Linked DNA regions of Ovis aries: region 1 is linked to region 2. A link is a contact called in public Hi-C data. All regions are on one chromosome and are shown on one strand. The core of a region is the stretch at or near the end of the contact, and the rest is flanking DNA. Distances in the headings are between cores, read along the strand shown.

The links. Hi-C and Micro-C count contacts between places; a contact is called where the count stands out from the background.
Region 1: a contact with region 2 is called in a Hi-C map of skin fibroblasts, with 5 times the contacts expected there. The contact joins two enhancer-like sites. A contact is called at or near these places in 3 of 16 Hi-C or Micro-C datasets (omental adipose tissue, skin fibroblasts and tail adipose tissue).

The regions. Positions count from the first base shown.
Region 1 is chr2:33,342,232-33,345,861 of ARS-UI_Ramb_v3.0, reverse strand. No RefSeq gene overlaps it. Among named protein-coding and RNA genes, the nearest start is that of TUT7, 170 kb to the left of the region's middle. Within about 2 kb of position 1,936, at least 3 of the 54 cell types and tissues checked have an H3K27ac peak or open chromatin away from gene starts, as enhancers often do.
Region 2 is chr2:32,949,093-32,952,829 of ARS-UI_Ramb_v3.0, reverse strand. No RefSeq gene overlaps it. Among named protein-coding and RNA genes, the nearest start is that of GAS1, 150 kb to the right of the region's middle. Within about 2 kb of position 2,064, at least 4 of the 54 cell types and tissues checked have an H3K27ac peak or open chromatin away from gene starts, as enhancers often do.

The DNA.
Region 1 (3,630 bases), core at 687-3,186, 390 kb before region 2:
TATTTCTTCCATGGCTGCACACATTGGTTAGTGGTAAAGAAAGCCCCACCCAGAATGTACTAGGAGAGATCCAAGCAAATGAGGTCCTGAGCTTCCCAGAACTCAAGATGACCCTGAAGTTAGTGTTCACGTTTGTACTCTCAAGAGAATACCAGGGGAATAAAGGGGGGAAACTCTGCCCTTATCTTCGAACATAGATCTCTCCTTCCCTGCCCTTGCCGAGTGGAGATAAAGTGATTTAAGGCAAACAATATCTGAACAGCATTCCTCATCCTGGCTTTTAATTAAAGGAATCTATGAAAGATCAGTATTAACTCACTCAGGTCTCCAAGACCAAAAATGATTCACATAACTGAAAACAAAAACAAAATCTAGCAGAGCTCCCCCTTTGCCAAACTTTTCCGGGCTAGCTCTCTGTGCTGCTGCTTTTCATGTGATAACAGTGTGTCCTAATGTTAATAATTCTTGTATTCAAGGAACACATGTTCTTGAGTCAAACGCCTTAACAAACTGATGATCCCAGTTTCCTGTGGATTAATTTTCAGGCATAAGAAATAAATTGTCGAAGTGTAATCCCATGGTTCAGCTAGACATTGAACAAGTTTTCCCTAGAAAGTTGTCAAGGAAATCCCAGATACGGATGGTGTCACAGGTTGGGAGGTAGACCTGTGATGAATTTTTATGTGTGGGATATTTATTAAAGGGTGTCCTTGGGAAGGGGGAAGGGATCACGAGTGGGAAGAATGCAGACACATGGCAGTCTTGGCTGATGCCATCGAAGCTCTGGAAATAGAATGGCCCTTCAGAGTTACCCCAGGTGGAGGTGAGATGGACCAGCAATTAGATGTGAGCCACCCCAGAGAGTGTGTCACTTTGGACAAGACAACTTCTGTAGCTGAGGCAGTCCTGTGAGGGGCTGATGGTAAAGGCTTCGGGCCAACAGCATTCTCAGTGACTGAGACCAGTCCTTCACTGCAGGGGGCCTGCTGGGCACATCTTTATGTCCACCATAGATGGTGCTCCATCCATGTGTCAATAACACCCGTTAGAAATACTCTGGTGTGATTTGGCACCACTACTCACTTTGCATTGAGGGGTCTCCCCCTTTCTCCCTCTTTTGTTCTTATCTTCTCTAGCTCTTTGTCTTATTCTCTCTCCTGCCTTTCAAGATAATTCTCCACCCAGCTTCTACCATTAACATTTGTTTTAGCATTTAGTGACTCCATCCACATTGGTCCCTGGTTTGAGCATTGTGTTTTGAGCGCTGACCCAAAGCTTTGCATTTGGGTTTATAGCTTTAGGAGTATGTGCCACTCCCACTTCTTCTGATAAGTCATCACCCTTTCTGTGTATCATCTCTATCTGCAAAAAGAGAACATTAAACCCCAGCTTTGTTTGAGATGGGACAGCAACCTAGAGGCCACGTACTGTCTTTGACACTTAGCTTTGTCATTTTGCTTGAGAAAGTCCCTTTGAGGGACTTGGGTTTGGGTTTGGATCCAGCCTTGAATGTTTGTATATTGCCTAGCTCCCAGCCTTTGGCCCTCCTAAAAATGAGCCGGCTACTCATCAAGGGCCATACAGCAGAGCTCATATCCGTGAATTCTGAGGGAATGTCACTGAGTGTCCCTTACTACCCAAGGCCTGTAGATCTGGAAGGATCATAGCTGCTAGCATTGGCGCCTTAGCAATAACAACTGCTTTATATTTTCTGCTCAGATTCAGCTGAAACTCATCGGAAATCAGATCTGATGAGGGCCTTAGTTCTGGTGACTACACTAACCTCATCTGATCAGATTTCCAGTTAGTCAAGCTGGTTGCTGAGTCCTTTGTCCTGTTGTTTCCTTGAGGCCAATTTGGAATGGTGGTGCTTCATGAATAATCCATGGGTATTAACCAGCTGCATACAGAAGGGCATTTCCACTGTGTCTTTGCCATGGAATGTTAGATGGTTCTGATGTAATTCATAAGTAATCAGGAAGCGCTAGGCTCTGATTTAAAGTATCTAGAGACCTTTGAGGGTCTTTTCAAGTTTCCAAAGGAAAGGCACGCTATTAACTGTGAGTGGTCATAACAGGGGAATTTCCCCTGGAGAGTCTTTAATGTCACCGTTGGCTATATTACAGGGACAAAGAAATATATGAGATACTCCTCAAAATGTTTGAAACAAAACTTGATGCCAGCTTTTTTTGGTTTCTGTTGTTGCCTTAATCACCAAGTGGTGTGGGTTAAAACAAAAGCCATAATTAAATTGAGCCCAGTTTAGGGGGAAGAACTGGGCAACTCTCTGCTTAAACAGAAGCAGGTGGTGTTGGAATGCTCAGTGGAAGTGAGCTGTGAGGAGGGAATGCAGATTTTTTTTCATTGAAATCACAGTTAAAAATACTTGTGCCAGGCTGTGATTAAGATACATACATATATATATATCTTAATTTTATGTTTATATACATATATACATATAAAAACTAGGATGTGTGTGTGTGTGTGTGTGTGTGTGTGTATATATATATATATACATATATAAAACTGAGATAGACATATCTATCTCAGTTTCAGAAAAACTGTGATGGAAATGCAATACAGTTTTAATTAGAGGGTGATCTTTTGTGGTAAGGGAGGGTGGGATTTGTTTCTTTGTCTGTGTGTGAGAGAGAGAGTTTATTTTAAGGATTGCTGTAAATAAAGATGTTCTCCTATTCCAATTAGAAATGTGATTTAACTTGCACTCCATTCAGGAACTCATCCATGCTGGAATGGCCATCATTTATGTAGCAAATTTCACAATGGAAAGGAGGACGGATGGAAAGATTTGGTCAACATGTCACTGGCTGTCTGGGACAGGAGAGCTGCCCTGCCTCTCAGGACTCCTGAGAGCAGGAGTCCTGTTCTTCCCTAATCATCCTAAGATGTTCATTCCTGAGGGCATGTTTTGGTGGACTCTCCCAGTGGGGTCACATGTCTCCATGGCATGGGGAATGAAAAGGGCCACAGCCCAACTGCTGAATTTCCATTTCCCTCAGCTATTGCTGTCAGATAAAATACATGATGCCCAACTAAGTCTGAATTAAGATAAATAATGAATAATTTTTTATTAAGACTATGTCCTATGCAATACTGTGGACTGAAAATTACTCATTTTAAACCTAGACTTCAAGTTTAACCTCATGTCCTGTAATTTTATTTGCTATATCTGGCATCCCTACCTCCAAAGGGCATTTTTTCCCTCTGATGGAAAGTGAGGCTGACACTTTTTGAATTGTTAGATTTCTTTTTTGTTACTGTTGTTGTCATTGTGCTTTTAAAAAATTTTACAATTGTTAGTTTTGATCTTATTAAATTCACAAAGATGCCTGGATGAAATTGCCTAGCTCCCACTCCATCACTGAAATAGAGCCAGGCTTCATGATTTCTGCTTAAGAAAAGGATAATAAGGCAGCCAGCATATGCTCCCACTTGTACATTACCATTCCATTTTTCTTAGTTGAATGCACAGTGTAAATGCTAGTAACTTGCCAAGTTGGTTCTTTGATGATTTTTTACAGATGAGGAAAAACATTAGGGTTGTGCCTTGGGAAGACTTGTTATAAAAGCAGAGGAAGCTTATCAAAGGCCCTGATAGGACCAAAGATG
Region 2 (3,737 bases), core at 815-3,314:
AGCTTGGTGGTCTAATTAATTTGTTAGCAGGAAATTATTTCTAACAGACAATGAAATCATTCATGTATCTGTAAAGAGGTGATAGGAAGTATTTTAATTAAAATACTCAGTTTACAACAAACACATTTAATAGTGTGGATTTGAGAGAAATTCACTGTTAGTTCAGTTTTTACTATTCCTTTGTGGTCTGAACTGGAACCCAGCTGTACCCCAAACTCTGTTAATTAGCATGTGCACTGGGCCTTCCCAACCTTCAGAGCCACTGTATGGGTGTGTGATCTCATTTAGGTCTCAAAACAACCCTGCAATGTGTCATAACAGAAAATAGCCTCTGTGGAGCACTTTATAATCACAGAACACTTTCCCCAATATATCCTTTCAAGGTTGTGTACATTTGTGTTACTGATGACACACAGTCTAGCTCCACGGTGGCCATGCTTGGAGTCCTCTGGACACAACGTGCCATTCTGCGGGCTTGTGCCCTGGCGCCTCTGGTTCCTTCTGGTGAAATGCCCTCTCTTGCCTTGTCCAGCTGCTGGGCCCCTGAACATTCAGGAAAGGCCTCCCCCTCTTCCTCAGGGGATGATGGAGGAGGGTTGTAGGGAAAGTGGGAGCAAGTACCAGCAGCGTGGCCCTTGGGAGGGAAGGGCTCAGCTCAGCTGGTGACCACTGTGTGACAGGGGAGGAGATCCTCCCAACTGCTTAAGTGACAGAAGTGCATGCCAACAGGCACCCTGGCCATCCATGGATGTGCCGGTGGCATCCTGACCTGGCAAAGCTATCTCCCTTGAGCTCTGAGGCAACTTCCTTCTGCACTTCTGCTCCCTAGTCAGTCGCTTCCATCCTCAGAGAATAGTACTGAATGCTCATCCCAGGACCCTGCCCACCAACCCTACAAAGTCCCCTCAAGTGTGTGTGTGTGTGTAATGCACTTCTCAGAAAAGAAAAGGAAAGAAAAGGAGTCATTTGTTTGTTTTATAAACGGGAACAAAACAATGAAGCAGAATAGCTCAGGGTCCCATTGTTGCCTGTTGCATCTGTTTAGGTACCATTTCCACCAGGAAGCCTCCTTCCGGTCCCCAGCATGGGTTTGGTGTGTCCATCCTCCCTCATGTTCTCCAAGCCCCCATTTTTACCCATATTTTAGTACATGGAGTAAATGGCAGTCTTGGTGACAAGGGACAGAGACTCAGTTCAAATTAGCTCAAGCATAGAAAATAAAAGGAGGGGAGTTATTGAGTCAAATGTTCAAACCACAGAAAGGTCCAAGTAGAGCTGGCCCTGGGTCTCACTGCTGTCAAGAGGCTATGTCTCCCCCTCATCTTTGCTCCTCTCAGGGCCTTGGTACTGTTCTTTCCTGTCACAGTGGCTTCAGCGGCCTGGATGGTGAACAGAAAGGAGAGTTTTCTCTCCCAGCTTGGATAACAGGCTAATCCCCAGACCAATTGCTCTGGTCAGAAGGAAGTCAGGGGTTGATCGCTGAGGTCACGCGGCTGAAGCTCTTCCTGGAGGGGCAGTGGGGCACTGACACGGCTAATGGAGAAATCTGTGACCTGAACCATCCTTTCCAGTTCTGTCTTCTGGGAGCATCTGCTCCTCTGCTGTAGCTGCTATTATTCATCTGTTCTTCTCTCACCCACAGCCCTTCACTGATAAGGATGATTATCTGTTCCCATTGTGCATCTTTGCTTTAGCAAATGGCCTGGACCTCAAAAGCTCTTGACGAAATACTTGAGAAATGAAGGAATGAATGAATGAAATCATATGTGATAATAGGAACTGGATTAAATCAGAAAAGAAAGCCCTGCTCTGTCATGATGACAACTCAGGAATATTCTTGTGTGAAGTGGCATTTAGTGCCCATGGGTTCTGTGCTTCTGGGGACTTTTCACTTTCTAAACCATAGGCCACATTGGAGATTAGGACTGGAGCTCATGAGGCAGATGTTGAGTACCTTCAAAATGCTCCTGCACCCTGAAGGTTGCCCACCATCCAAAGCCTCTAGCTGGGTATCTCATCCCCCTCTGCAAAGGCAGACGCACTAATCCGTCTAGAAGTCTCCATCTCCCCCAGCTAATGTCGTAGATCACGCATTGTGGTTGAGTGAACCAGGAGAATATTATTCCTGTGTAACCTTCCTAAATGCCTAAATGGCAACATCACTGTCAGAAAATGCTTAAGCACTTTGTTTTTCACCACCCTGTTTGCAAATAACAAATTAGGCTGACATGACTTTCTCCTAGAGCATTGTTTACATTGCACTTTGCCCATGAGGAATGTTTTGAATTCGAGCAAATTAAGCACTCTCCAAACGTGGTGTTTAAAATAATAAAGAACTCTCCAGAACATTTAAGGGAGGCTGAAGGCTTTCCTGACAACACCTGTGATTCACCAGCTGTTGCCATGGAATTTGGCCACAGACCCTCAGTGTGTTTTTCCTAACATTCTTTTGGCAGATGTCATTACACTCAGTTAAAGTCCTAAAGAGAACCATTTCTCTCCCTAGGATTTGCTGCAGGGAATGAAGCTGTTTTAGCATCTAGTCAGGAGAGTAGTTAGCATGAAAAGATTCCTTAAAATACAAGATATTTTTATCTCCAGGCTGCTAAGACTTCTCAATTCATAGGAAACACTATTTTGGAGTTCCATGGAAGGGCTGATTGAGAAAAGCTAAAACACACACACACACACACACACAGGGAAAAAAGAAAGACTTTTGGGACTTCCCAGGGGGGTCCCGTGGTTAAGACTTTGCCTTCCAATGCAGGGGATGCAGGTTCGGTCCCTGGAGGGGAGCTAAGATCCCACGTCTTGTGGTCAAAAACAAAACAAAACATAAAGCAGAAGCAATGTTGTAAAAAATTCAATAAAAACTTAAAAAATGGTCCACATCAAAAAATCTCTTAAAAAAAAAAGAAAAGAACTCTCACCTGAAAGTGTAGTAGGGTGACATTGTTTGACTGGGGAGCTGTTTACTGCAAAAGTGAGACTCTTTCAGGACCTGTTTCGCTGACTTCTGGAAGGCTTTATGAAGAAATGTGTCATGGTGGTCATGGAATTATCATTGCACTGTCCTTGTTATTTCACAAGTACTGGAATTTTTCACTCTGAACCTCCATGATAAATGATTATTTTAAGCTGTCATTGTGCAGGGTGAGGAGGAGACCAAATACATAAGTTATTTCTGTGCTTTTCTTAACACACTATTAAAAATTATCATTCTCTTTAAAAAGTGAGTGATAGATTCATCTACTATCTCAGATTTAATGAATTTAAGAATTCATAGTGGTAAAAGTGCTAAATTTTTCCCAAAATAGTTTATATATTGAGTGCAATTCCAAAACAATCCCAGAGATTTTCTTTCTTTTGAACTTGGCAAACTGATTATAAAGTTAATCTGGGAGAATACATTTACAAAACTAGTTAAGACAATTTGGAGAAAAAGAGGAATAAGGGAACATTTGAATTATCAGATACTAAAAAATATAACGGAGAAGGCAATGGCACCCCACTCTAGTACTCTTGCCTGGAAAATCCCATGGACGGAGGAGCCTGGAAGGCTAAAGTCCATTGGGTCGCTGAGGGTCAGACTCGACTGAGCGACTTCACTTTCACTTTTTACTTTCATGCATTGGAGAAGGAAATGGCAACCCACTCCAGTGTTCTTGCCTGGGGGATCCCGGGGACGGGGGAGCCTGGTGGGCTGCCGTCTATGGGGTCGCACAGAGTCGGACACG